4 separate regions of the Mus musculus genome follow, and regions 2, 3 and 4 are each linked to region 1. Evidence: chromatin contacts called from public Hi-C and HiChIP or PLAC-seq data. All regions are on one chromosome and are shown on one strand. Each heading gives the region's core, a stretch centred on a gene start, on an enhancer-like site or on the middle of the called end of the contact. The rest is flanking DNA. Distances are from core to core; before and after follow the strand shown. Region 1 holds the start of Flrt2 (fibronectin leucine rich transmembrane protein 2). Region 2 has its middle 59 kb from the start of Gm26055. Region 3 has its middle 89 kb from the start of Gm26055. Region 4 has its middle 69 kb from the start of Gm40551.

Region 1 (7,128 bases), core at 2,609-5,108:
CATGCTAGCCATGGATTTTCTTGCCATTGTCCCTACCTTAGAAGGAAGGGTGCATTTCTATGCCTGGCAAAGAAGGCTTATTTGTGAAATCAAACCATCTTTGAGCATCTGGTGAGGGGAAGCATGATGGACTATGTACAACTGAAATAGAAGCGTGAAACCAATATAATACTTTGAGATGCTAAGGTCTAGTTGAGAGACAAACTGCAGATAGTTAAACATCACTTTATGGAAAATTGAAATGAACAGCACTCTCTCGGGAAAATGTGACAGAGGGAGACGAGAAGCCATGGGTATAATGACTGCTATGTTTGCATAAATTAGTTGAGGTTTTGAACAAGTGAAGAATGTGATGTAGGAATAGAAGGGAAGCACAAAGAAGATCAAAGAAAGACTATTTTAATGCAGATTAGTTGAAGACTGATTCAAATTGAGTAGAGAAGGGAGAGTGTGGAACAATCTTTCAAAGACATACTGGAGGTGTTCATCATACCAGATGATGCTCTGCACACTGCTGAGGGAGAGGGGTAATAGGTAAGTCCTACCAGCTATAATTTCATGTCAGCCACCAAAAACGCCTGCATTGGCAAGATATCACTCATCAATGGTGCAATCGGACTTAAGGCCTGCTCAATAGGAAGGAATTAATGTCTGGTACTGTAAACCTGGAGATGCTGGAGAGATCATAAACCAGGAAGAAGAATTTAGTACTGCCATTTTCCAAAACGTATATGCTTCCCAAGCATATTATAAATACTTATCTTTACAGGTTACTGTAGCTCTTACCCTTCAACAAAGCAGCTTCTTTTGCAGCCGATGAAGACTGTTATAGAGGTCGGTAACTTGTCAAAATACAGAGAATAAGGGAAGGCAGGTGTCCAGTCACAACCGAAACACCTGCAGTGCAACATCTACACTCAAACAGCTCCAAGAGTATTATGGAAATTTAGTCAGAAAAGTTGGAAGATCAAGAATCTCGGGAGGCCTGATGTTAGATAGTAATCCTTAAGCATAACAGGACAAATGTACCCGTGAAAACTCATAATGTGATTGCTTGGACAAAATCTATGTAATGCCAGTGCCGGTTGACACGCCTGTGTGGACAACGAAAATTTCACATAGTCCCAAACTTACAAGTGGCTGATGAGAGGAGAATCAGGCTTTTCCAACCACCAGGTGTCTTATGGGATATTCAATCCCAGATAGGTAATGATAGGTAGACCTTAAGGCATAGATATAGAAGTTATGCTAAATGGACACATTGATCTCTCTCTGTCTCTCCATCTCTCTCTCTGTCTGTCTCTCTGTCTGTGTCTCTGTCTCTCTCTGTCTCTCTGTCTCTCTGTCTCTCTGTCTCTCTGTCTCTCTGTCTCTCTGTCTCTCTGTCTCTCTGTCTCTCTGTCTCTCTCTCTCCGTGTGTGTGTGTGTGTGTGTGTGTGTGTGTGTGTGTGTGTGTAACAATGATTAATGAGACCACTGATTTAGAGGGAGGAACATGAGGTTAATTTGAGGCATAGATGGTGCAAGTGATGTAGGTAACAATGCTCATGTTTGAAGCTCTCCAAAAAAAGAGAGAAAGAAAGAAAGAAAGAAAGAAAGAAAGAAAGAAAGAAAGAAAGAGAGAGGGGGGAGGGAGGGAGGGAGGGAGGGAGGGAGGGAGGGAGGGAGGGAGGGAAGGAGGGAGGGAGGGAGGGATAAAGGACCTAGGCCATTCCTTGAAGATGCTTTTTTTTTCTACTGTATGCTTTGTAGGAGTGTGGGTTTATTTCAGGGTCTTCGATTCTATTTCATTGATCAACCTGTCTGTATTTATACCAATACCATGAAGGTTTTGTCTTGTCTTTTCTTTCTTTTCTTTTCTTTTCTTTTCTTTTCTTTTCTTTTCTTTTCTTTTCTTTTTCTTTTTTTAATCACTATTGCTCTTCAGTACAGCTTGCAGTCAGGGAAAGTGATTCCTTCAAAAATAACTTTTTTATTGTTCAGAAATGTTCTGGCTATCTTGTTTTTGTTTTTTTGTTTTTCAAATACAAGACTTTTGTTCTGTCTGACCTCACTTCCATGCATTCCTTAAGTTGACTCTTCAGTCAGACTTACGACTTATCACATTGCTTCTCTACATACACTTCCAGTAGTATTTTCTTACATTTATAAAAATCATGATAATAATAATAACAACAACACCCATAGCTTTTTAGAAAGGAGGATATGCTCATTGCACTACTTTATTATACTTTTGAATCATCATTACTGGAAAATGAAATTATATTTATTAATAACCACCCCCTCTTCCTTTTCTGGATTAATTCTGTTTCCAGTAGCATGAATCACAATGTCAAGCCTGTTTAGGGTTTCATCTTGTTGGTTAACCAATATATGTTTGTAAGAATGAGCTTAATATACTGTCTTCTCAGAAGAAGGATATAGAGGATGATAGGTTCTGGGGACACATATGCATAACTGCACAGAAGAATGGATATTTAAAGAACGGTGGAAATGCATATGTCCTAAATTGTGAGCTTTGCTGATTCAAGAACCAAAGGAGCTATTGCTATGCTCTGCTGCCACCTTGGCAAATCAGAAGGATTTACAACGGAATTCTTCAAGCTGAAGTCTGAGGCAGCTCCAGAGGCCTCTCAGGACTGCTGGGCTCAGATGGGCATTTGCAGTTTCTGCCATTCACATCGGGTTGGGTATATTGGGTCCGGAGGAGGCACCGATTCGGTGGTAAAGCGCGGTTTGCTCTCCCTTTTAAAATAACCCCTTTCAGCAATGCCTATTCCACTGTCTAACAGCTTCCTACTGAAGAATAGAGCCTGAGAAAAACAGTTGTACGTTTGTGCTCAGATCACAGTGTCTGGGCTCATTTGACAGAGAAAGCTACAGCAGAAGAGAACAGTTTTCTCAGGCCTGAGTTTCTTTTCTGGGTCAACAAGACGGGTTCTCTGCTTATTCAATTAACTTTCTGGAAGTTCTGAATGTATAGGCAAAGCTGTTCACTAAACCCAAGCCGGAATTTGTTCATTATATAATTAACCTGTTCCAAGGGAGCTGAGGAGACATTGTTAGTCAAATCGCCCTTAAAACTAACCTGATATATATCAAGCCCTGCTCCCCTATTTTTAATTTTTGCATTTGTATTCTTTTTTCCCCCTCTCTATGTTTATTCCACTCATGCCTTTCTCTTTAGGCTCGTTTACCCAATCACATACCAACTTCGTTCTTGTCTCTTTTCCACCCGGTCTTCAGGTGTTTTACTCTTTCTTATTTAACTGATGTCATTTAGTTGACACCAGCTTCTGATGGGTAGGAGGGAGGCCACTCTCCTTGCGGTTTCATTTAAATTTGGCAGGAGTGGGTGGGTCCCCTTCTCCATTCCTCTCGCACTGCACTTGAAACTCTGTTAAGAGTTAGAGCTTGATCAGAGATTTCTAAGTCTTCAAAGCGCAGCTGGGCAAGGAAATTATATGAGAGGCGGGGGACACAGAAGTAAAGGAATAAAAGCCAACTTTGCTGGCAACTTCAATAAATCCGGTAACTGGAGGTTAAAAAAAAAATAGATTGTGAGGGCTGGGTCTGGTCCGGATGAAACGTTAGGTTCCTTCCCATCTCCGAGTCTCTCTCGGAAAGCGCGCCACTGGCACCTTGCCACCCAAGTGCCCCTAGACAGCCACACGCCCACTGGAACTGCACGTGAACAAAGCTTTTGCCCGGAAAGCCAGCGTCTGTGGTTTCTCAGCGCAATCTAGCTTCTATCCGGAGTGTAGGGTGAACACAGGGTTAAGCCAGTTCCCTCCTCGATGGGAGGGAAAGGAGTGGGAGGTGAGCAAAGCTTTCTGTCTTGCCGGGTACCTTGCAGTTAGTTGTACATTTGAAAGCAGTCGCCATCACTTGTGAGTTTGGCGTCATCCATTGTCACCACCAAGGAATGTGCGCTGGGAGATAACACCAAGGGCAGTGCTTCTCAAACACGCAGAGAGCTCTTTCTCTCTCTGCTTCCAGGTGCGCTCTTATCTGGTCCTCTGTCCCAAGTTTCCAGAACGTGGAGGCAGCAGCGCAGAACCGGTCACCGCGTCCACTGAACCTCAGGACCAGACTGGCAGTTCTCAACGATGGGCAGGAGGGACCTCGGCGGCGACCCCTAAAACAATACCATGCCCGGGGAGTCCCTCTACTGCCGCTCTAGCTTCTTCCCTTTCCACCTCCCGGACCCGGTTGGATTCGGATGAGCTAAGGAGACAAGGCTGCCAGGTAAAAGGATTGCTGTGCCAGGTGAAATTTCTAGTGACTGCCCTAGCTTTCTTTACATGGCCACCACATTATTTGGACCCCCACTCCCTTTTGAACAAGTGGTGGGTGGTCACTAGGTGGGTGTTCTATGTTTTGTCTTTTTATCCGCAAAGAAAATGGGATTCTTTTTCTATCTACCCCGACTACTTGGGGACCCGGTGTGTATGTGTGTGTGTGTGTGGGGGGGGGGGGGGCTGCGCCTTCTACATTCAAGTCGATTCCAAGTCCTCTAGGGAGTTTTGTAACCGAGTTGTGGGTAAAATCGCTCATTTGCTACCTGCCAAAAGCATCGATCCTAAATGGAGTTTTCCAAATCCCCTAAGCTTAGAACAGCCTTTCATTTCCTTAGAATGCTTCTCTTAAGTCCGGTAAGTAACAACCCTCCATACCCATCTGGGTTGAATGCAAGAAGTGTTATTATCAAGCCTCAGTATCTCAAGCCCCTACCTGCCCTATGCCCGAAATCCGGGATCAATTCCCCACTAAATTGGGGATGCTAGTTCGTTTTCTTTCCAATCGCTCGTGATTTTTACAAGCCAAGGACCTTTCCTGCCCTGCTGTTGCACCAGAACTGGTAGTTCCATAGCTGGTGTAATTGTGCTTTCCTTACTGGTCAGGGATGGAAAAGTCCCCAGGAGATCCCGATACTGGGGAGTCCACTTTCCCTGCGTCCAGTGCCTGGGCTGCGGAGATAGGTCCTTCTATGCCCTCAGGCGCTGAATGCAGATACCCAGAGTAGTAAGGGGGACGGACCTATCCAGCTGCCCTAGAGCCTCCACTAGACTCTGGCCTCCTGGAAAAAGCCCTCCTCTGAGCTGAACAGCCCAGGGCTCTTACTGGAGTTTTGAGAGCTAGTGTGGTCACTTTTTCTTGTAATCTCTTCCATGATTAAGAAGCCCAGCTAGCTAAGTCTGTCTTGGAAGGGCTGGTCCCACACTTGCTATTTGGATAAATCATGTGGCCTGCCAGGCGCCTTGGGCGACCAGGGGCAGTTGTTCCTGAAGGCTATCAACATCACCACTCTTATCTTGGCACTTTACTTCGGAAGCTTCCAAGATGACTCTCACTATCTGTTCTCAAATTAAAGTCTCCATTGGAGCTCCATTCTCTCCTGGTTATTTGTAGGTTACACTTTGAGTTTGGAGAAAAGACAGACGAGGGTATGTCTATGTGTTTTCTAGCCTCCTTTGTATATATAAAGCACGGGGAAGGGTGGCAAGCTCTCTTGAACCCCAGTGGTGTGTGCCAATGTGAGAGAATGCCCGAGTCGCGGCGGGTTTGGGTGGATCCCTGTGTGGCTTGGGAGACAAATCGGGCGTTTCTCCAAGTCGCCTTACCAGGGTTTAAGAGCTCAAATCCATGAAGGTAGCAGACACAACAGCACTGCAAGGAAATAAAAACAATTGGGGAAGTGCTGCCAAGTGACTCAGACTTTGAACTGAGGACAAGGAGTGCGGTCTCGCTCGGGGGTTCCTCCGGAAACCATCTCCAGCGCGTTATAGCCAACGCCCCTGCCAAAGTTCTCAGCCCCCGGAGCAGAGGACATCTCTAGGGAGTTGGTCCAGGCCAGCTTTCAAGTTGTAAATCGCTTTTCCCGGGGCCCTACCCACGGTGCGCCTCTACAGCCTAACGCTAGGCGACGGCTTGCTCCCCCTCCCCCTTCTGTTAGTATTCCGCCGGTCTCCAGACTAGTTAAAACAGGACCACAACTTGCTGGAGACACGGGGACAGCAATGAATGGGGGAGCAAACCAGGCCACCATCCCCTTGCCAAAAGGGGGTGGGGGTGGATCAAATAAAGAGTCATGTCTCCCATTTCTTAGATTACCCTTTAACCTTTGCAAAGAGACTCGCAAGTGAGAAAGCTGTATCAATTGGACGTCCTAACTGTAGAGCTGGTTAGTCTTTGAAGCGGTCATTGTCAGTTGTCTATTGTAATTTATGGAGACAACTCATCTACGGAACATCTCTCTTTCCAGGAGCAGGCAGGGTAATGGGGGAAAGTAGATGTGTCTAAATATGATGCCACACTCTAATTTCTACAGTTAAAGTTTATGGAAGAAAGCTTGCTGAGTGGACCTTTGATAGACTGGGGGTGCAGCACATCCCCAATGTTGCCGGCGAGTGAAATAACGCCATTTTGGTTTGAGAGACTTGCTATATTTTTACCCTCTCATGTTACGTTTCGATCATTTCTGAGTCTAATAGCTCCTCTGGTGTAGACATACATCCAGAGGACTAGAGAAAGGATTTTTCATCTTTCAGAGAAGCTCCGGGTGTGTAGGGAGGACGCTTGAGGAAGCTTAGAGAGAGGGAGAGGAGCAGCGCTGGGTCAAGTTGGCATCCCTGGCAAAGCGGGGTGCACTTAACTCTCTCCAGGGAGGACAGGGTTAAAAGCCCCATCTGACTTCTCTTGGAAAGCTTAGAGTTGCTGCGGCTCCTCCCAAGCATTCTTTAAACCAGAGAAGTGGGAGGGACTCCGCAAGGGTGGGAGGGGAGGAGGGGAGCTGAGAAAGAGGGCTCCAAGAGGGGAGCGCGCCAGAACACGAGGGACCGAGGGAGAGGAGGGGCGCCCGAGGAGCCCAGCCGACTCCGCGAATTCATTACAGTAAACATTTCCCAAGAGGGAGGGGGTGTCAGGTGAGGGTGGGGGTGGAGACCTCGCTCCCAGCCTACATTAGCTGACCCGGTCGGATCAAGGCTGCAGTGTGGCTGGAGCAGCCTCCAGCCCCGCGCCCCGCAGACGCTGCACTTGGAGTCAGCCGCGCGCCCGCCCCCGCGCAGCCCGAACTGCACGCCCGGCTGCGCGTGGTCCGCGCCTTCTCTGCGACCGAGCTGGTTC
Region 2 (7,128 bases), core at 1,729-4,228, 250 kb before region 1:
ACATATTGAAGATGATGTGACCCCATTAGTCAATAATTTAGAACGAACAGTAATTCTCAATCTCACCCAGCTGTGAATCCTGCAAGTTATACCAACAACTATGAGGGTAATGTATGCCCACTGCTACAATAATCAGCACAAATATTACTGGACTAACCAATCATTGTCTGATTTGACTGGAGGCCTCATGTATAACTATAACTGGAATTGTTATAGTGGCCAAAAACAACAACAACAACAACAACAACAAAAACAAACAAACAAAAAAACCCAAACCGTTACTAGGCAGGGCATAGGCCCTAGGAGATAAGTCAGTATTATTATTTTGCTAAATGGGCATATTATTAAAATGATACATAATGACTTATACTTATATTCATAGGTGAAGAGAATAAAAAGGCTTTCATGTACTCAGCCCTAAGTGGAACATTCATACATCATATCCAGCATCACATTTACTATTTGAATCAGCAATCAAAGTACTTTCAGGTCTGGGTTTTTGGTTTTTTTTTTTTTTTTTTTTTTTTTTTTTTTTTTTTGTAAATGATATGCAACCTTTTAACCAAATGTCATAATTTTATTGGAATACTCAAGTAAAGGATGTAGTTAGACAGAATATTGTTGTATCTCTGAGTACAAAAAGCCAACTAATCATTGACACTGACAGGAGTTCAGGGGCTATGGTCGCTAATGGATACAACTAAGAGCAGGAGAGAAGAAGAGGCAGTCACAGAGAGGTGCCTGCCTGCGCAGGAAATTATTCTGAGAGAGAATGGAAAGAGCTGTGTGGCTGGCAGGAGAGCTGAATGTGGTCCATGTTCACTAGATGCACTGCCTTTCCGTGTGTGTGACTATGACCATCTCATTTGTGTGTTACTTTTTGAGACCCTTTAGACTGTTACAGTGCATTATGATGAAATAGGTAGCTTATCAACAAAATAAGCTGGCTTTCCACAGTTCCTATGTCTGGGAAGACTATGGCCCAGCTGCCACCATAACTGTGTCTCTGGAATTTCAGCCCATCGTCAACTGGCCATATTTTTGTTAGGTGATGGATAGAGTATTTCATAGTAGAAGCACATGAGGGAGTGAATCCACTTACTCCTTGACCAGGTACTAAAATAGAAAGAGAATAGTCTGGGGACACATAATCCAAGCTCTTATCATCAATGATCAGAGGCCCTTCCAGTAAGCTCCACCTATTTAAAGTTCTGACACTTCTCAGTAGGGTCTCATTAGAGAGCAGGCCTTTCATACACAGGACTGGAGGTTACATTCCAGACAAACTACTATGGTTTGCTTTCTTATGGATAGGCATCGCTTTACGGGGGTCTTCCAGTGTAGAAAGCAGAAGAGACCCTCCTTCAGTCTCTGTTACAAGGTTCCTAGTTTTATTTAGGAGGACTGTATTTTCATTCACTAGTCATCTCATTGAGTACTGAGATTTCAGCATGTGAATTGACAAAGGAGGATATCAGATATTTCATCATGCTAAACTCTTCCTCTGGGAAAAAAAAAATCCATGTTCTTTATTCATACAGACTACATTCATCCCATGCTAATCTCCCCAGAAGGCTTAACTTGTTCAGGTGTAAAATGAGAAGTCTGAAGTTGAAGCTTCTCATGTAAGTGTTGCCTAACTCAAACATCATAGGGAGACAGATAAGTGGGTCTATCCCAAGCACAGTTCATCTCCAGATTAAGAACGTATAAATCAGATAATCTGTGTGCTTTAAAAATACAATAGTGTTGTAAGCAAGAAACAAGTGTTCTCATTTCAAGAGGAAAACAATTGAGAGAAAAATAGTGATAGATCCTCCACACTTTTAAATACTGGAGGATTTAGAACCTTAGAATTGGGAACAAAACACCCATGGAAGGAGTTACAGAGACAAAGTTTGGAGCTGAGATGAAAGGATGGACCATGTAGAGACTGCCATATCCAGGGATCCACCCCGTAATCAGCATCCAAACGCTGACACCATTGCATACACTAGCAAGATTTTATTGGAAGGACCCAGATGTAGCTGTCTCTTGTGAGACTATGCCGGGGCCTAGCAAACACAGAAGTGGATGCTCACAGTCAGCTAATGGATGGATCATAGGGCTCCCAATGGAGGAGCTAGAGAAAGTAGCCAAGGAGCTAAAGGGATCTGCAACCCTATAGGTGGAACAATATTATGAACTAACCAGTACCCCGGAGCTCTTGACTCTAGCTGCATATATATCAAAAGATGGCCTAGTCGGCCATCACTGGAAAGAGAGGCCCATTGGACTTGCAAACTTTATATGCCCCAGTACAGGGGAACACCAGGGCCAAAAAGGGGGAGTGGGTGGGCAGGGGAGTGGGGGAGGGTGGATATGGGGGACTTTTGGTATAGCATTGGAAATGTAAATGAGTTAAATACCTAATAAAAAATGGAAAAAAAAAGAAATTTAAATAAAAAAATAACTAATAAAAAAAAAAGAAAATGTTTATTACTATGCATTTTTTGAAAAAAAAAAAAAAAGAAAGAAAATATTCTCTTGGCTCTGTACTGTGACTCTCAGACCACATGGAAGGTCCCACCCTCCAAGATTTGCTGAACTTCCAAGTCTTCTTTATTTTTTTTTTCTTGTTGTTGTTTGTTCCTTTGTTTTCTTTAATAGCATCTCACGCAGCCCTGATTGTCCTTGAACTCACTATGTATCTGAGGATAACTTTGAACTTCTGATTCTCCCAAGTTCTTGGGCTGGAGATTGGTGTCACCAAGCTTGGTGTTTACATGGTGCTTGTGTTTGTGTTGCTGATAGCCCTCGGGCTATTTGTAATTTGATGCTAATTCTGTTCTCTTCTAAGGGGTTTTGAACAAGGAATGAGTCAGCACTCAGGTGATTTCCTGTAAACCTTCTTCCCACCTTAATTTGCAAAATAAAGGCTACAGCTGGTGATTGGACAGAAAAAGGGAAGGTGGAGCTGGAAATTGGGAGAGAGAAGAAGGAGGTGTGGGAGAGAGAGGACTAGGACTACAGAGGAGGAGGTGGAAGGAAAGCAGAGCAGAAGCGAGTGGCCTGGAGAATCTGCAGCTTATAAGGGGTCTCATGGATGGGGAAGATAGTAAGTAGTGTAGTGGTAGATCTGTCCAATCTAGGCACACAGCTTGTATTCATATTAGTTGAGTTGTGTTTTCTTTTCTGGGGCATATTTGGGTTGGAGATTTACTGAAACAGGATTATACACAAATTTTTATGAATGCTATCCAAGCACTCTAGCAGCAGAGCTACATATCCAGCCTTCTCTTTGAGTAGGCTATGTATATTGAACATATAGCAAATTTATCTGTTTTTATTGGTGTGGGTATAATTCCCTGCTTCCATTTATCTAGCAATCTGTTCATGGAAATATATAGTTGTATTTGCAATTAGAGACAATAGAGAACCAACGACTTTGAAATGATCTCACATGACCTGACTCATAAGGCATCATCAGTCAAATGTGGACTGTCACTAAAGGATCTCTGAAGCAACCCCATCACGTCTTTGACACTTTATAAAGAACAACATAAATCTTTGTATGTGAAATAAATGCCTCATTCAACTGACTTTATCATTACACTTGTACAATTAATCAACAAGATTTATAACTGATTTTTAGAAAGAGTGCATTTTGAAATACTTGATTCTGATCCCCCAGTCTTTCATATGTGTTCATGTGCATTTGCGAATAAACAAACATTATTTGTATACAGCATACAAAATGCGCACATAGTCAGGTCTCTAGGCCATTTTCTAATACATTTTTAAAGTCCAGTAAGATTTCAGAAATCAAATTTGGTGACAGAAATTATTCTCTATACCTCTATCATGGAGGCATGTTTTCTTATTCCTGGCTTCTTCTGGAGAAGGTTAGAAACGGACATCTGCATGCTTCTATTAAGACAACGTTGAAGAGCATGATGTAAAGGGATCCAGCGTTTCTTTTATCAGGACAAGATACTTTTTTTGTTTTTTTGTTTTTTTGTTTTTTTTTTTTTTGAGACAAGGTTTCTCTGTGTAGCCCTGGCTGTCCTGGAACTCACTCTGTAGACCAGGCTGGCCTCGAACTCAGAAATCTGCCTGCCTCTGCCTCCCAAGTGCTGAGATTAAAGGCATGCTCCACCACCACCCAGTTACATTTTTAACTCCTATGTTTTTTCTAGTGCATTTTAAAATTAATAGCTTCTAAATAGATGAACTAAATCAATAATTTGTTTAAAATTTTTTTAAATGTAATTTTAAAAAAGAAACCCATGCCCCCCCCCCAAATAGAGTTCATTCTCAGTTATTTTTAATGTGAATTTAATTTACTCTAATTTTTTGAGATTAGGATCTCAGAGTTTGCTTTATTTCTTTGTCCTTTTGATTCTGTTATAACCTATGTGAAGATTAGAGACTGTTCTAGAAGGTAGCCTAACCTTACTGCATGCTCACTAATGACATCTGTTGAAACAGTGTTTTGTAAGGGGTAGTGTTTGTTATCTCCAGTGTAAAAACAGTATATTGTAAGAAATCCACTTTAAAACTGAAGAAATTAGGATCCAGTTGAATTAAAGGGCATTAACGGGATTCTCACTTGTATCCTCTGGAGAGTACAGACTCTGTTTCATTATGGTAGCAAAGGGCTTGTCAATACAACAATCAGGTAAAATATAGGCTATTAGGGTGGGAAGAAAGGTCAGCAGTTCAAGTAGTGTTTCACAAGTGTGAGAAATAGAGGTGACATACCCAGAAACCCATTTACAGAACTAGGGATTGGTGAAGCAGGGCACTGATGACTGATAGACGAGGAGAGTTCAAGTTTCCTTAGGGATGAGGGCCTAGGGATGCTCCAGTAAATAGTCATAGCCCCACAAATACATAGATGTCAGGAAATGAACACAGTGGTGTGTGTGTGTGTGTGTGTGTGTGTGTGTGTGTGTGTGTGTGTGTGTATGTGTGTGTGTGTGTGTGTGTGTAAAGCACACATGTTTGGAAGGAAAGGAAGGAAAAGTCACTGAGGGTATAGATCTCTGTTGTGTGACACGATTCCTGGGGAGATGGAAATAAACATCTATTCGCCCTCTATAAGTACCTGAAGACAGACCAAGGGACAGATACCACCAAATCTAACTTAGTGTGTGAAACCATGATTTTTATTAGGACTTGGTTCAAATGAATATGGGTGAGGGGCTCTTTACAGGTAAGAATTGTCTCATGGTAGCTGCATCACCAAAGCCCATCCCAGCATGGGTGGGCTCACAAAATCTGGAAACATGTTATATAGTGCACAGCTTATAGGCAACTGTACAAAGTAGGCGAGTATCCTCTTCAGGTGGCTCTGCTGGCATAGCCTCTGACGGGCAAGTCCTTTCTTTTGTTTCTTCTAGGCAGTTTTACTGATCTGTTTCTTGAGGTGGCTAGCTTTGCCTGTGGGAGAACCTCAGCAAATTTTACTGTATAAATACTCCGGGAAAAGGATGTGCCTGGTCGGTCTGGTCTGTTTTAGGACATCCTAAAGATATTTTAGGTTGTTCATTTTATGTCTTAATGAACTTCCCTTAAAGATTAAATATCTCAAGTATAAAGGAAATTGCTATACAACAACAGAGAGGAATCAGAAACAGGAATGGATAAAAACAAAACGCATTATATAGGTGTATGAAATTCTCAAACAATAAAAATACACTGTAAATACTTATTTAATTTTCTAAAGTTTTTTTGTTTGGTTGGTTGGGTTTTTTTTGGGGGGGGGGTGGAAACAGGGTTTCTCTGTATAGCCCTGCCTGTCCTAGAACTCACTTTGTAGACCAGGTCGGCCTCAAACTCAGAAATCCATCTGCCTCTGCCTCCCAAGTGCTGGGATTAAAGGTGTGTGCCACCACACCAGACTACATTTTTTAAATAATAAAATGTCAATTAAAATTAAGAAAATACAGCTATAGGTAAATATCCATAAGATAAAATAATATTAAGAAGATCTCTCAATTTTAATTTACTAAATATTGAGACATATTTCTGAAAATAATTTAAAAATCCCCTCCAAATTGCAACTGTTCATTAGCAACATCCCTGACTGTTCAGACTCCTAGATAGAAATGTATGAATTGACTTTCATGCTTAGGAACATAATATCCACTCCACAACCCCATGTATCATAGTAATTTAGATCGTCAAGTCATTTTATTTAAGAACTACATTTATAATGCCATAGTTGACACGTACAATTCTTCCGATGGATCTAAGAAAAAGAAATGAAGAATGTTCTGGGGAAAGTTGGCCACTTTGGTTGCATTTAAAAAAATGTATGATTTCTTGAAGGCGATCAATTTTTCACATAAACAGTAATTTGGACGACATGGATTTGAACCCTTATTCTTTGTAGAGATAAAGACCAGTGAAGAAGTAACAGCAGATGTGGTACTTAGGTACTGAAGATACCCCAAAAGTAATAATAGAGTGTCTGCGTTCTCATCTTATTACATTAGTCAAATCAGATGGCATATGGAAATTACTGGCTACATACTGCTCCAGCAGCACTAGCCACTGTCATTTTGTTGGATATGCCATTAGCTTTCCTGGTATGGAAGATGTTTTGTACCAAATCACAATTATTTGAAGATGGGCATTAAAATGTTTCGTAGGACATGGTACTTGAGTTTAATTTATGTGGTAAATTAACAAAAAATGAACAAAACTATAAACAAACTACACCGAGGTTCTTGGACAAAGTAGCTTGGAGTATTTACCCCAGGGCATAAGGGAAAAATACAGCAGAAAACAGAAGATGAAACAGGATAGTTAGGGAAGGAAGCCTGTTGGGAAGGGGGAAGGCGGGGGCAAGTGGAAATTGAGTGAAAAGTGAATATTTGAGTTCGTCTACGAAGTTGCTTTTGTACAATGATCACATCTAGATAAAATGTATACCTAGGAGGAAAAGCTCTTAATGTCTAGGAAGCAGTGCAAACTTTGATGCATTTCTAACAAAATTGGAATCTGTCCTTTTGCTTTCCCTCAGAAAGCAAAACTGAACTCTTGGTTCAGATCTATAAGGGAGTGCATTTGCTTATCTACATTTTCTACTATATAAAGACTCGAAGTGGGATCTTCGTGCAGGATGGAGTTTTACTGCTA
Region 3 (7,128 bases), core at 1,232-3,731, 230 kb before region 1:
ATCATAATCAAAATTCATTAAGGATTGCCTGAATGCATTGTTTACCATCAAGATAATAAGTTTTCTTGTATAAATTAACACAAGTTAAACACCTTCTTCTTTTTATTAAGTAGTAATTATTGATGACACAGCAAGTTATTTATACATTTTTAATATATAAATAAGTTATATAAAACAATGGTATTTAGAATGTGATTTGGCCAGTACTAAGTGAGCATTTCCACCTGTCCTTATTGTTCATTTTATCTCAAAGCCATACATTTGGTAGCCTCAAATTTCTCATTTCTTTTTCTAACTGCCTTCCTACAAACACTGTGTCAGATAACATAAACGTGGCCAGGAGAGCAATACAGACACAAACACAAAAATAAATCTGCACCAGATCTATAATGTTTATATTCTAATGAAGGAAGACAGTTAAAAAACAAATAGGTATATATAATGTGACATCTATGAAGACAAATTATCTCAAATGACAGAAAGGATCTTTCTTCAGAAATAACTGTGATTATCTTTCCAAGAAGTTGATATTTCAGCCAACCAGAATAAATGAAGATCTGAGTGCTTTGTGCACTGGAGAGTAGCTCAGGGAACTGGAAATTCAAAGGCCCTAGAGGCAGAAAGAACTAAGTAGAGCATCAGACAATCACAGGCTCATTTTTTGCAAAGAGAAGTAATCTACTTAGGGAAATGTTGGAGTACAAAACTAATTTTGTGAAAGAATTTCCAAACTAAGATTATGTTACATTTCATCAGTGACTTAGGACAAATACATTTTGGTTATTGCTAAAGTATAATTTTCCAAAAAGTAAATATCTCAACATCTAAGTAACTCAAAAATAGGCCCTTGTCAGAGACTTTAATTCTTTAATTAATGAAAGGTTCAGTGAGATATTAAGACCAGTTCAAAGTATACTTGTTGATCCAGAAATATCCTTAATTTAATTAAAGGGAATAAGGATCAGATTGCTGGGGTAGACATAAGGCTGGCTATTGTCCTAGAGCATAAGAACCAGGAATTTTGGGATTGTGTTTGAAACATACAAATTTATGTGCCTTTCTATAAAATGACTATCTCCATAATAACATATAAGAAGGTTTCAATCAGTAAAACCAGCAATTGGAGTGAGCCCCATCTTTCTACATTACATTGAAATAATACATTAGTTGCTTTTTGCTTGATTTCCCCGTTAAGTAAGAGCTTTTCTGTTTAACTTTCAGAGAAATGCCTTTAGAAGAATAGTGGCATATATCATATATGTGTGGTGTATTAGCCTATCATCAGGACTGCCATCTGTGACAATCTCTGAAGTTAAAGTCTCAAGCTCAAGAAACTTAGACAAATACAGCCTCCCCCACACAGCAATCTTTTTGTTCAATAATCCCCCCTTGATTTGCTTAAACAGAGTTTAATTGGAATCCCCCTCCTTTGCTTTCTCCTCATTTGTAACAAATCAGAATTCAGGGCAACAGCTAGTTGAGTTCCCTGAGTTTCAGACTTTGACTCAGATTTTAGGAGTAACAATTCTTAAAGACGTGACTTTGACAAGGACTTTTTAATGCATTGGGTTAGTTAATTCTACATTATACCCACCCATTCCTTAGACCACAATGCCCTGGGAGAATCTGCATATTGCTTCTTGCCAAGCACTGTCAAAATCCCAGTTTCCATACTGTGCAAAGGCGACAGAGAATATCAGTAAACTCCAGTTTTGCTTACCCCAAACTTCACAAGGAAATTTCCCTTTCCAGCACACCCGCTGCAGCACATCTCCATCCTGCTGCTTCCGGGATGTGTTAGTACATACAGAGAGAGTGGGACGCTTTTCCAGCTTCTCCTTTGGGGGGTTTTGAGAAGGTCACATATCCACGGTGCCTTAATCTTACCAGTGAGAATACGTCTTTTCTCCCTGCCTTCTCTTATTTCATCAGAAGCCTTCCTCATAGCTCATTGCCTATATACCAAAGAAGTCAGTATCATGAGGAAACAATTACTCTCTTGTGATTAGGGGTTGGACGGAAAGCTTTATACTATTAAAAATAAGGCTAAGCCTAAACAATTAGTCAATATAAATTGAGATACAAGTTTATTAATCTCCATCCATGGGATCCAACTGTTTATAAAAATTACCCACATACACGGTAATGACTGGCTTCAACAGCACAATATATCAGCAAAGTAACTTTATTCTCCTCAGACATGGTTATTTTACACAACCCAGGGCTAGATTAGTGCCCCGCAGCAAAAATGCTACTCCTGAGGCAACATTGTATAAGCTAAGCCTATGCCTTTTACCAGGCTTCTCTGTGAAGTCATTTGCAATCCATTTTCTTTTAATTGGAAACAAATTAGTGCTGTCTGGAGAGAACAATGTGAACATTGAACCAGGGATCTTTTTGGTGTCGCACACCCAGAGCAGTATGAGCTAAAAAAAAAAAAAAAAAAAAAAAAAAAAAAAAAAAAAAAAAAAAAACTTCCTTTTTTCGCTGTAACTTTTGAGCTTCCTATTATTTTATGTAGCCTCAAGGGTCCCACTATAAGCAAGCCGTTAATGCTAATGTGAAAATCTTGCGATGTTTGGAATAAATTAAGCACATGCTCTACCCTAATTATTTTACAGGTATTGCTGCTTTGCTGGCGAGGTTGCGGGGAGGAAGCCGACTGGAAACTTGTTTAATCATCTGGTAGACATTAAGCTGAAAGGATCCCTGTCTATGCCCATTGCTTAAACTCTGTTTAGTAAACAGACTGCGCACAGCTAACTGCCCTGCCTTCTCTTTGAAATGAGTATATAAATAAAAGGCCACCACTGCTGTGTATATTTCCACTTATGAGACTTCTAGCCACAGGGTTGCGCCATCATTAAGTGTGGGGGCTGTGGAAGTGTCAGCACAGAGGATAAATGTCAATTAGTGCCCGTGGGACAGATGATGAGTCAGCTACCTACTGTCTTCAGGAACAGGGTGATGACTTTATAGCTTCCCTTACTCAAAGGTTATTTTTAAAAGGAAGTTGGGAGTTAGGGAAGATATCAAAAGCCTCATTTACTTAAATTGACTTCTTACAGAGACAGCTAGTGAATTCCTGGCATCAGAAGTAATCTTTTATTTCAGACATCCAGATTCCTAAATGTAGCCTCCTGCTCCACCTTGTAAAGGTGGAATGGAATCGGAGTTCTGCATTGTTAAGGACCTCTGGGTGACAGATTCATTGCGGTATCCTAATCTGATTCAATGGTTTATTGTGGAATTGTGAGAACCGTCTCATTTTTCCTGCCTTCACTCTGCTGAGACTTCACTGCCCTGACTGGACGCTGAACAAGGAGATGGAAACTCCGCGACCCTACTTAAGGCAGATGTTTATAGGGCTTTAAAAGGAAGGGTGGCTAGGTCGGCTAGCTATGCCTATTAAAGTACAATTATCAACAGAGGTTGGTGTGTTATTTAAAAATGGAATACAAATGTCACCTACGAACAAGCCTTGTGTGAAAATCTCAATGGCTAAATTCCACCGAGGGATGCAGAGTGCCGTGTTGCAACCCTCCTGCCATCTTTATAAGCATCACCATTGGGGTATGAAGGGAATATATAGGAATTCAATCAGGTTGTAGTATGGTTGAGCGTCAAGCTCAGTATTTGAGAGCTTTGTGACTCAGATAGTGTAGAGGGATACTAGACTCCCACGGAGTTCACTGCAAGCATATTATTAAGTTCTTTCTCTGGTATCTGGAGGCTAAGGGCTGTCCTGAATGTTAGGATGTGACAGTTCTAAAAACCTCAATTGGTTTTGATAATGACTTCAATTTAAAGTTTTGCTGTCCCTTTATTATCACAAGCATAATATTTATTCAGGACGACATCTTTACTTTTTTTTTTTTTAATTTCCCACAAGGCTCATGTTTCGAAAAATGTCATTTATTTAGTGACCAGTGTCTTTGTTTTATCTTATAGTAAAAGTTTGTAAAAGAGACACATTCTTTTCTTCAATTACTATAGAAAACAGAAGCATTTTCTCATTACAACCTAAGATACTTTTCTTAAACATTACCAGGAATGTATTATCATCATTCTTTAAACAAGGCATTTTACAAAAAAAGAAAGAAAGAAAGAAAGAAAGAAAGAAAGAAAGAAAGAAAGAAAGAGAGAGAAAGAGAGAGAGAGAGAGAGAGAGAGAGAGAGAGAGAGAGAGAGAAAAGAGCTTTTGTGAAATTAAACAGTATTCTTTTGCTGTGTCTTTGGCACATCTGATACATAGTTGATTATCATAGCAGATGATTTAAGTAGAGCTGCAGGTATTTGTTCAACTTTAGATTTTTAATTTTCAGATATTTCCCCATAAATTTAAGATACATAAAGCATCAAGTATCCAAGACTCATATCAGTGATAAAAGACCTACATATTTTACCTCACATAAATTCGTATAAGACAAAACAGCAGACATCACTAGCTTCATTTAGAAGGTAGGGTAAAAAGGCTAGTCTAATGTTTATCAGCTTTTGTAGAAGAATCACTACAAAGAAGTTCTTTACAAGCAACATCAATGCTTTTCTTCTTTCTATAGACAACAGGGTACGGTCCTGTATTTGCAGAAGCCAGCTTTGGAACTTTGTAGAGATAATTGGGGAGCCCCTAATCCTTACCGACATGTTTCATAAAAATCAGTAATAAGGATTGTGGCATAAACACCATTTGTCTGAGCAAAAGACGTAAAGAGATTCTGAGCTTGAGCTCATTAAATCAATTGTTATCTGTCTTAACCCAAACCTAATCTCAGAATTAGAAATGCTACATGTATAAAGGAAGGACTTTGGAACAAAGCTTCTGTTCTTATTGCTGCAAAAGTTTCTAAGAGATTGTAATTAAGAATATTTGTTAGCTTCTGGAGAATTAAAAACTAAAGCACATAGATGATGAAACATTTGTGCCCATGTATATTAACAAAGCCATGCAGAGAAACACTTCGCCCTAATGATCTCTTCTAATTTGCAAAAGTTACTGTTAAAATAATGTATCATGTATGGGAAAATAAATCCTGCCATTAACAGGTTTTGAACCAAGTAAGTACAAGAAGGGCCTCAGATGAATTAAAAATCCATGTACCTTATACATTCTTTTTTTTTTTTTCCATTTTTTATTAGGTATTTAGCTCATTTACATTTCCAATGCTATACCAAAAGTCCCCCTTACCCACCCACCCCCACTCCCCTACCCACCCACTCCCCCCCTTTGGCCCTGGCGTTCCCCTGTACCGGGGCACACAAAGTCTGCGTGTCCAATGGGCCTCTCTTTCCAGTGATGGCCGACTAGGCCATCTTTTGATACATATGCAGCTAGAGTCAAGAGCTCAGGGGTACTGGTTAGTTCATAATGTTGTTGTATTCCCTGAATTCACTTGTAATGTAGAAAAATCACAAGGAAGAAATTATGTCCTGAACTTCTGTGAGTCAGCTGGCCACTATAATTACAAGAGTTGGCAGAACATTCTCTTTCTATAAGTTTTTCATCGATGTGTGGTTTCTAATTCAAAAAGCAAAAGGCTAAAGAATACAGGGAAGTGAGGCACCTACTTTATTGTCCTGGACTTTACTTGCATCCTTCCTGTGTCAAGATTTCTCTTTTTTTGGGCGAGATCAGTTTCTTGACTCTGCCTAGCCAGCCTTCAGGAAATAACTGGCTCTCATAGTGATGGGTGCCAGGCTCGCAAACACTGCCTGTTTTCTTTCCCACGACTCCAATAAATGCTGTCTTGTTGAGTCATAAGCATGCTGTCTTTCACAAAAGAACCTTCGTTTTCTTTAAGGGTGATACATGCTCATCTCACTGGCTAAGTCAGGTCTAGTTCATGGGTGGTGACTCTGAGACGTAATTTACATATCTCTCTCTCTCTCTCTCTCTCTCTCTCTCTCTCTCTCTCTCTCTCTCTCTCTCCCTCTCTCTCTCTCTCTCTCTCTCTCTCTCTCTCTCTCTCTCTCTCTCTCTCTCTCTCTCTCACACACACACACACACACACACACACACACACACACCTAACTCACAAAATGTCTTTTCTTCCTGACCTTTGCTGCCTTGCCTCTCAGTTTGTTGTTGTTGTCAAAAGGAGATAAGCATAAGTTGGTCAAGATTATTTCCTGAAAATGATCCCATTCTGAATTCATTAAGTAAATTTTGACTTTGAAAAAAATAGAAGGCAAAGATTATTTTTCTTTCTCCCTTCCTCCAGAAAGTGGTTTGCATTAGTAAACTTAATAGCAGTTAGGGTTGTATGTGATTTTCTTTTTTTTTTTTTTTCTTAGTCTCATGTGGTGATTCAGATGATAAAGCCACTTCTGTATTACACTTCCTTCTCATGTACAGACTTCCTATTATCATTAAATCATAGTAGAATCTTCTAACAAGTCTGCCATGGAATTAGAAACACAACTGCTTCATTGTGAGTTCTGAGAGCCAGATCTTTACTTTTATATCTGATAGTAACTGCTATCAGACTTTAGTGACTTTTAATTTATTTTCTAAGTATTTCGATCTTTGGGCACATAGGTCCAAATTGATCAATAAAAACAACAACAACAATCTTATAATCCAATGTGTAACCAGAAATCTTCTAGGTAAAGAGAGAAGAGAATGCACAAAATTAATTGACCTTGAAAGTCTTGAAATTAAACAGATCAAAAACTACTAAATTCTTTAAGAAATAAGTTATAAAGTTTTTCTTCTACCATAATATATTTTTTAAGATTTTGATGCATTATCTTTGAATGAATCAAAAGTTGATGCCCTCCAAAGAGTGCATGCGTTCCAAACCAGGCTATCCTGTGCAGGAACCAGTGAGAAAGCACTCTGAGCAGGCATTGCTTCTCCAGTTTATGAGGACTTTAAAGGCCATGAAAAGTACACAAGGTCATGTTTCTGTCACAATTGACTCCAGCAGGAAGCAGATGCCAAGACAGAAAAACTCAAGAAATGTATTGAGGGGTAGATGAAAGGAAAAAATAAAAATAAAGAAAGATGAATGATTAGCCTGAGCCTCCTACCACAGCACACCTCCAAGGGTCCCAAGAGTTCTCACAGGGGCTATGCCCAATATCCCTGCTGACAGAACCACCTGTTATACATCCAAATCAATATGG
Region 4 (7,128 bases), core at 1,445-3,944, 200 kb before region 1:
TGTGAAAGCACCTTTCTCTGGAAAGAGTTGGCCAGGATCTAAGCAGGAAGGATTTCTATGACTCAGTTGTACATTTTTTGTCCATAGAAGAATATTACAGTGACCACATCATATAATTTAAATATATGTATAGATATTTAAGTTGTTTTCAATAGTTAATAGTGAAAAGTGCTGAACATAATTTTGCTGTTGTAACTTTAAGAAAATTCTAAAGTAAGGATTTACCAGGCTTTTAGATACCAATGAAGTTAAAGATAATTTTGGTAATGAAGAATGGTCTCCATAGGATTGAAATGCTTGTAAGAAAGCACTCATTTTTCCTCCTCCTGGGTAAGGAAAGTCAGACAGACTTAGGAAAATTAGATTTTCACATCCATATTCTACTTTTGTCTAGCACATAGCTACCTAAAAATATCCATCCTATTGTTATTGATAGGAATGTGGGAGTGTTAATGCATTCTCCATATGTGTTGTATAACAATAAAGAGTTAAGAAAATTCACACATTGGGAAAATAGTTAGTAAGCACAGAGGGTGGTCCTGGCATTGTATGCTGTCATTGGCATAAAGGAAAATTACACTCACAGGGAGACACAAATTTCATTTGAGAGTTGCAATTATCTAATCAGTGAAAGAATATGTTTCAGTTTTATAATTTATCCCAAGCCAGCACATAGACTGTTATAAAGAAAATAATCCCCCCCAACACACACCACACAAGAGATAATGTTAGCTCCTTCCCTGGATGCATCATTCCCTCTATTTGAATTCCATGCACTTACAAAAAGCAAGTAGAGTAGGCAGTTCTAATTTTGTTGAAGTAGTTTTTGGTTATATCAGGCCTGATGACCAAGTGTCTAAGTGAGCATGAGAATTTTTATTTAGCTCAACCTTCTGAGATGCTTCTCCAAGCATACTGGGAAGGATATTTTGGGAAATTTTTCATGGTTCTTGTTATACTGAGTATTGCAAGATATACAAGGAAATTTCCAGGTCTACTAGATTCTCTAAAGGTTTGTGTGACAGAATCTGTATACACTAGCAAAGAATGTAACGTGGGATGACATGTGTTGTTGCTTGAACAGTCCATCTAATGAGCCTGAATAGAGTTGGTGTGTCTGTAGTTTCTAAGAATTTCATCTGACTTGAATACTAATCAATACATCATTAGCCAGCATATTTTTTTCCTTCTGGGATTGTTGTGACAACTGCCTCTATAACATGACTTTGCAATTTGGACACTACTGGAAACTTTAGGTAGATGCTGTTTTGGGGGAGTTGTTCTTTTTTTTTTAATATTTTTTATTATTACGTATTTTCCTCAATTACATTTAGAATGCTATCGCAAAAGTCCCCCATACCGTCCCCCACCACTTCCCTACCCACCCATTCCCATTTTTTTTTTTTTTGGCCCTAGAATTTCCCTGTACTGGGGCATATAAAGTTTGCGTGTCCAATGGGCCTCTCTTTCCAGTGATGGCCGACTAGGCCATCTTTTGATACATATGCAGCTAGAGTCAAGAGCTCCGGGGTACTGGTTAGTTCATAATGTTGTTGCACCTACAGGGTTGCAGATCTCTTTAGCTCCTTGGATACTTTCTCTAGCTCCTCCATTGGAGGCCCTGTGCTCCATCCAATAGCTGACTGTGAGCATCTACTTATGTGTTTGCTAGGCTCCGGCCTAGTCTCACAAGAGACAGCTATATCACGGTCCTTTCAGCAAAATCTTGCTAGTGTATGCAATGGTGTCATCGTTTGGAGGCTAATTATGGGATGGATCTCTGGATATGGTAGTCTCTAGATGCTCCATCCTTTTGTCTCAGCTCCAAACTTTGTCTCTGTAACTCCTTCCATGGGTGATTGTTTCCAATTCTAAGAAGGGGCAAAGTGTCCGCACTTTGGTCTTCGTTCTTCTTCAGTTTCATGTGTTTTGCAAATTGTATCTTATATCTCAGGTATACTAAGTTTCTGGGCTAATATCCACTTATCAGTGAGTACATATCATTTGAGTTCTTTTGTGATTGTGTTACCTCACTCAGGATGATGCCCTCCAGGTCCATCTATTTGCCTAGGAATTTCATAAATTTGTTCTTTTTAATAGTTGTTCTATGCACTTCAGGATGCCATGCAACATCCCTGGTCTGTGTCTCTACTAACTACACTCAAAAGCACTCACTTTTAACAACAGCCCAAACTTCCAAAACAGTCTGTCAAAAGTCTCCTATGACTTAATATTGCTCTCTGTCCCCTTCTAGGAAGCACTTATCTAGGCTAAAGTGTCTCACACATACCTTAGCAACACACCTTGTGAAAATTACCAAGCCAAACGAAGTTGCTTTGGAAGGGAATTCAGCAGAGAATCTAGCAATGACAGTGAGTGCCATAAACTGTGCATTTAAGATACCTAGAGAATGACAACAGTAAGTGTAAATTGCTAGACACAGTCTAGGACTGAAATGAAAAAAATTGAACTCAGCACAGTTACAGATGACCATACTTGTATGTTCTCCCCAGTGAACTTAGAACTGAAGTTCTTTGAGTACCATGGAACAGAATTCGTGGTGGGAATCAATGGGGTATTTTATTCTGGAAGTTAGGAGGAAGTGAGGAGAAATGGGACTCTTCTACACCAGGCTCCATATTTGTCTCCTCTCTAACATTCTTGGCTTTGTGTGATTCCATTTGCTTCATGGCTCAGAGAGCAGTCATTGCTCACCAGCAGGCTAGGAAAATATGAGCTGAGTTCATCGGATTTCCTCTGTAGGGAGAACAAAGTAGAAAAGCCAACTGAATTTGACAAGCTGGAAACCAACTCGAGGGACAGACAAACAGTGGAGTCACCAGAATAGCAGCACACTGTGCTCTGTCTTTGCACAGGTCCTGAGCTTTGTGGCTTCCTGAAAACAAACTTCCCAGCTCTCCTAGTGTTTATGTGGTTGATTTCTTAAAATGTCCCGTTACTTGCTGTAAAAGTAACTGTGTGGGGGATGTTGCTTTCAGTACTAGATTTTTATCACTTTGGAAAATTCTGCCTTGTGCACTGGTGCAAAAATTTCACTATGTTTTCTTTTCTGTTTTGGACCCATGTCAGTAGGAGTAAGAAAGATTTGGTCACTGCTTTGTCACCTCCATGACTTCCAAACCCACAGTATTGATGTTTCTATAAAGATAGACATTTGCCAAAGTCATTTACTTAATGATGACTATAAAGTATATGGATAACATGACCTTTGTGTGTGTTTTCCTAAGTATATTGAACTTGAAATAAATCGTACATTATTTGAGTACACTGAAGTAAAATGTTAATCCAATGATCTGTTGCTATTTCATCTGACATGGATGTTTAATGTGACCTAACAAATTAAAGTAACCATGATTTTATGAGGTAGAAACCGTATCATGGTAGATGTTCAATAGCTAAAGATGGTGGCTAAGGGACATAGGTGTCCAGTTTAATTTTTATGCCAAGTAACTCATTGTGTTCTCCACCCTGGATTTCTCAATTTCTCTTTCAGATGCAACATAAAAATATCTATTTTGTGTGCATGTAAATGGGATTGAAGTCCTCCAGTGAAGCTCAAATTAGAAATGTTCCCAAAACCTTGGGAAAGGGAGGTTTTAAGGAGGGTTTTTCCATGTGCCAAATGGGCTCTGTTTCCTTTTCAAAGAAAGAAATGTGCTGCAACTGCAGACTGATTTATCAGAACTGCTGTGGTATTCAGAAGTGACTCACCAGCCAGGACAATACAAGCCATCCTCATAAATTACATGTCGTCATCGCCCACATGTATAAACATCCATAAAGTATGTGGAAAATCACAACACCAAAAATTAAATAAATAAATAAAGTAAGGTAAAGTGTCTGAGGGATAGCATATTTATTAAAAAATTCTAAAGTTACAGTCTGGCTTAATCTTTCTCCTTTAAGAATATTAATAAATTAGTCTAAGTATGCATAGTTACTAAATTAGTCTATTTTTGTTACTATGAAAAAATATCCGAGGAAAAACAACTCAAGGACAGTTCTAAAGGTATTGAGCCCATCATGACAAGTAAAACATGGTAACACCAACACTAATTAGTGTGATCATATGTATTCATACTCAAGAGGCAGAGAAAGAACAAAACATTAGAAGCAGATTACATAAATTCAAAGATGTCCCATCGATGTACTTCCTTCAAAAGGTTTCATTTCTAAAGGTTGCATAATCTTCCCAAACAGCATTATCAGCTAGGGAACTGATGTTTAAATACCTGACCCATTTCACATTCAATCCACAGCAATTATATAAATTGGAAAAGGGTATTCCATATGGCAGTCATCTTGAAATGAAGTTAATCATTGCTTTTGTAGAGACCTCTGTTTAAATTGTTACTCTAATTAAGGACTATTAAAAGACAGTTGAGCCATGTGCTCTTATAATTCTCCTAAATGTACCTGTCTATTTAGGTTAAGAATAAATGTTATTAAAAGATAGATTCAAAATGATATTCATGACATATATTAACTTATATTTTATTAGTATGGGCATATTATACTTTGACTGGTGAAAAGATGATTAAGAATTAAGAATTAAAAGATATGTACCTGTCATGTGTAAAATCCTTCTTTGGTATTTCTGTGTATTATTACTGTCAGAGGGAAGAGAATGCTTTCAGCATGAAATCTGTAAAGGGCGTGGACTCTAAGAGTCTGTAGATATGGTGGGTGGTATATATTCTAGGAATCATGCTGCTGTGTAGAGATTTGGAGTAATTAAGCACTAGGAGTCCATCTGTATTTACTTAATTATATTCTTAATTTATTGCTTTTGTTTGTCACATAGTAGTGCCCCCTTATCTGTGGATTCACATATGTGGTTTCAGTCAACTGGGTTACATCAAATAGTAAGTATAAATTGTCTGAATCAATGCCACCTCTGAACTCTGGCTTTTGAGTAGCATGATGGCATTTGACACTGCCTTGCCCTGTGCTGTTTAGGTCTCCAGTCACTGCTTTATCACGTTACCCCTGCTTTGTCTGCCTCTTACCTTTCAGTAACAGCCTCTAGGTTATGAGCTAGAATGGGATATTGTCTCTATTTTCGATGGCGATCATGCCAAAAGAAAATGATTCTAGGAGGCATGAAACACTGAAGGGCGAATTAACTCTGGTGGAATGTCGAAGTACTGTAGGACATATCACTTATCACAGTCTATAAAGAGTTCTTGAGAAGTCAAGTCCTTTCTCTCCTAGAGCTACTAAGAAGACACAACATGCATCTTCCTGTCTCATTCTGATTCTGTCATAAGATACTCTGATTGAAACCAATGTGAGAGGCAAAAGATATATTTGGCATACATTTCCAGGTCACAAGCCATCTCTGAGGTTAAGTCAGGGCAGGAACCTTAGAGCACAAAACATGGAGGAGTGCCACTTCCTGGCTCGTTCAGAGGCTTATGTTTAAATAGGTTTATTTTCAACCCAGGGCTATCTGTCTACGGGTGGTACTGCTCAAATAGGCTAGACCCTCCTACATCAATTAATAATCAAATCATTTTCCCACAGATAGGCAGATAAGCCAATCTAACTGAGGTAGTGCCTCTATTATAGCTCTGTATACTTTTTCAAGTTAACAATTCATGCTAACTAAGAGTGCAAACTAATTCAGAATTACATTTTGTTTTATTGTTTCTATTTAACTCCAATTATTTTTTAATCCAGGAAAACTCAGTAAGATTGAAAAAGAATTGTGCTGTTGAAGCAATGTTTTGTATCTCTTAAATGTGTGAATTATTCCTCTTGTTAACACTTAACCAGTTGAGACACTCTGAGTCATTTTGTTTCAGACTCTCTTTCAGGGCTTGTTGTTCAGAGGATGACAGCATGACACCCTTCAAATGAAATCCCAGTAGATTCTTAGAATTCTGTTGCAAATGTTATTTCTCCCATAATTTGGCCAACAATCAAATGGCACAAACTAGATCAGGTTTCCATTTTCTTCCATATTTAATTTGGTTTTAGGCAAAAGCTACTGTCTCCTTTTGATTCATCTTTACTAAAAAACTTTTGTCGAAAGAGACAAAAGAAAGAAAGAAAGAAAAACATACTCAAGTCATCTAGTTCAACAGCTGCTTTACAGAATTCTAGGGAAAGAATCCTTGTGGGATTTACACATATGAGTCATTAGTGAAAAAGCTAGTGATTCATATGTATTCATGCCCATTCCTGTGTTAAAAAGGGGATCCTCTCTCATGTATGTATTAGCTTTTGCCTTAATGACAGATGTACTGGCTGGTTTTGTGTGTCAACTTGACAAAGGCTGGAGTTATAACAGAGAAAGGAGCTTCAGTTGGGGAAGTGCCTTCATGAGATCCAGCTGTGGGGCTTTTTTCTCAATTACTAATCAAGAGCGGCGGGCCCCTTGTGGGTGGTGCCATTCCTGGGCTGATAGTCTTGGCTTCTATAAGAGAGCAGGCTGAGCAAGCCAGGGGAAGCAAGCCAGTAAAGAACATCCCTCCATGGCCTCTGCATCAGCTCCTGCTTTCTGACCTGCTTGAGTTCCAATCCTGACTTCTTGTTGATGAACAGTAATGTGGAAATGTAAGCTGAATAAACCCTTTCCTCCCCAACTTGCTTCTTGGTCATGATGTTTGTGCAGGAATAAAAAGACAACAGAGAAATATTTTTTTTTCTCCTGAAAGTGGATTGCCCCTAACATTGATTACTGTTTATAGTGTTTACAATATATCTCACTATATAATTAATAGATGATAAGTTTGTCTGGGTAGGAATCTTTTCATGATGACAAACACATATAGAATATGTTATAGAATAGTAGGTTTACCTAGAAAAACATAGAGTCATCTAAATGTTTGGCAGGGTCATGCCTTTTATATTGTGTCTACATTTGATGGACTATGACAGTCACTAAAACCATAGTAATTTGTTTTCTAGAAGTAAAAGTACAATAAGAGATGCAGCCTTGTTAAAGGAAGTATCTTAGTGGAGAATCAAGGCAGTCCTGGTGCCTCTGTTTTCCTGCTGTCTGTGGATGCAGATGTAGATCTCTCACCTCCTTCTCTAACACCATGTCTGCTTGCATGCCACCATGCTCTCTGCAATGATGATAATGGACTAAGCTTTGAA

Evidence for each region. A called contact is a pair of places that touch in the nucleus more often than the background predicts. HiChIP or PLAC-seq counts read pairs in DNA pulled down with a chosen protein or histone mark.
Region 2: an H3K27ac HiChIP or PLAC-seq map of embryonic stem cells shows a contact between it and region 1, with 2.8 times the contacts expected there. The contact joins the enhancer-like site here to the promoter of Flrt2 in region 1. A contact is called at or near these places in 5 of 484 Hi-C or Micro-C datasets (embryonic stem cells, uterus and ventricular fibroblasts) and 8 of 115 datasets of contacts at active chromatin or transcription factors (bone marrow-derived macrophages, embryonic stem cells, heart atrium and 2 more).
Region 3: a Hi-C map of cranial neural crest shows a contact between it and region 1, with 3 times the contacts expected there. The contact joins the enhancer-like site here to the promoter of Flrt2 in region 1. A contact is called at or near these places in 2 of 39 promoter capture datasets (both in the 3T3-L1 cell line), 7 of 484 Hi-C or Micro-C datasets (3T3-L1-derived adipocytes, adipose-derived mesenchymal stem cells, cranial neural crest and 4 more), 4 of 115 datasets of contacts at active chromatin or transcription factors (bone marrow-derived macrophages, embryonic stem cells, fibro-adipogenic progenitors and 1 more) and 2 of 9 other capture datasets (adipose tissue and liver).
Region 4: a Hi-C map of muscle stem cells shows a contact between it and region 1, with 3 times the contacts expected there. The contact joins the enhancer-like site here to the promoter of Flrt2 in region 1. A contact is called at or near these places in 2 of 39 promoter capture datasets (both in the 3T3-L1 cell line), 21 of 484 Hi-C or Micro-C datasets (the C2C12 cell line, adipose-derived mesenchymal stem cells, cerebral cortex and 7 more), 2 of 115 datasets of contacts at active chromatin or transcription factors (bone marrow-derived macrophages and fibro-adipogenic progenitors) and 3 of 9 other capture datasets (adipose tissue, liver and pancreatic islet).

Annotation. Positions count from the first base shown.
Region 1 is chr12:95,688,368-95,695,495 of GRCm38.p6, forward strand. It overlaps Flrt2 (fibronectin leucine rich transmembrane protein 2), which reads left to right and starts at 3,859. Exons shown (of 2, transcript NM_201518.4): 1 at 3,859-4,248.
Region 2 is chr12:95,434,568-95,441,695 of GRCm38.p6, forward strand. No RefSeq gene overlaps it. Among named protein-coding and RNA genes, the nearest start is that of Gm26055, 59 kb to the left of the region's middle. Within about 2 kb of position 2,979, at least 10 of the 459 cell types and tissues checked have an H3K27ac peak or open chromatin away from gene starts, as enhancers often do. A contact at or near this core is called in embryonic stem cells, where this site is marked.
Region 3 is chr12:95,464,395-95,471,522 of GRCm38.p6, forward strand. No RefSeq gene overlaps it. Among named protein-coding and RNA genes, the nearest start is that of Gm26055, 89 kb to the left of the region's middle. Within about 2 kb of position 2,482, at least 12 of the 459 cell types and tissues checked have an H3K27ac peak or open chromatin away from gene starts, as enhancers often do.
Region 4 is chr12:95,485,852-95,492,979 of GRCm38.p6, forward strand. No RefSeq gene overlaps it. Among named protein-coding and RNA genes, the nearest start is that of Gm40551, 69 kb to the right of the region's middle. Within about 2 kb of position 2,695, at least 21 of the 459 cell types and tissues checked have an H3K27ac peak or open chromatin away from gene starts, as enhancers often do. A contact at or near this core is called in the C2C12 cell line, adipose tissue, embryonic fibroblasts and 3 more, where this site is marked.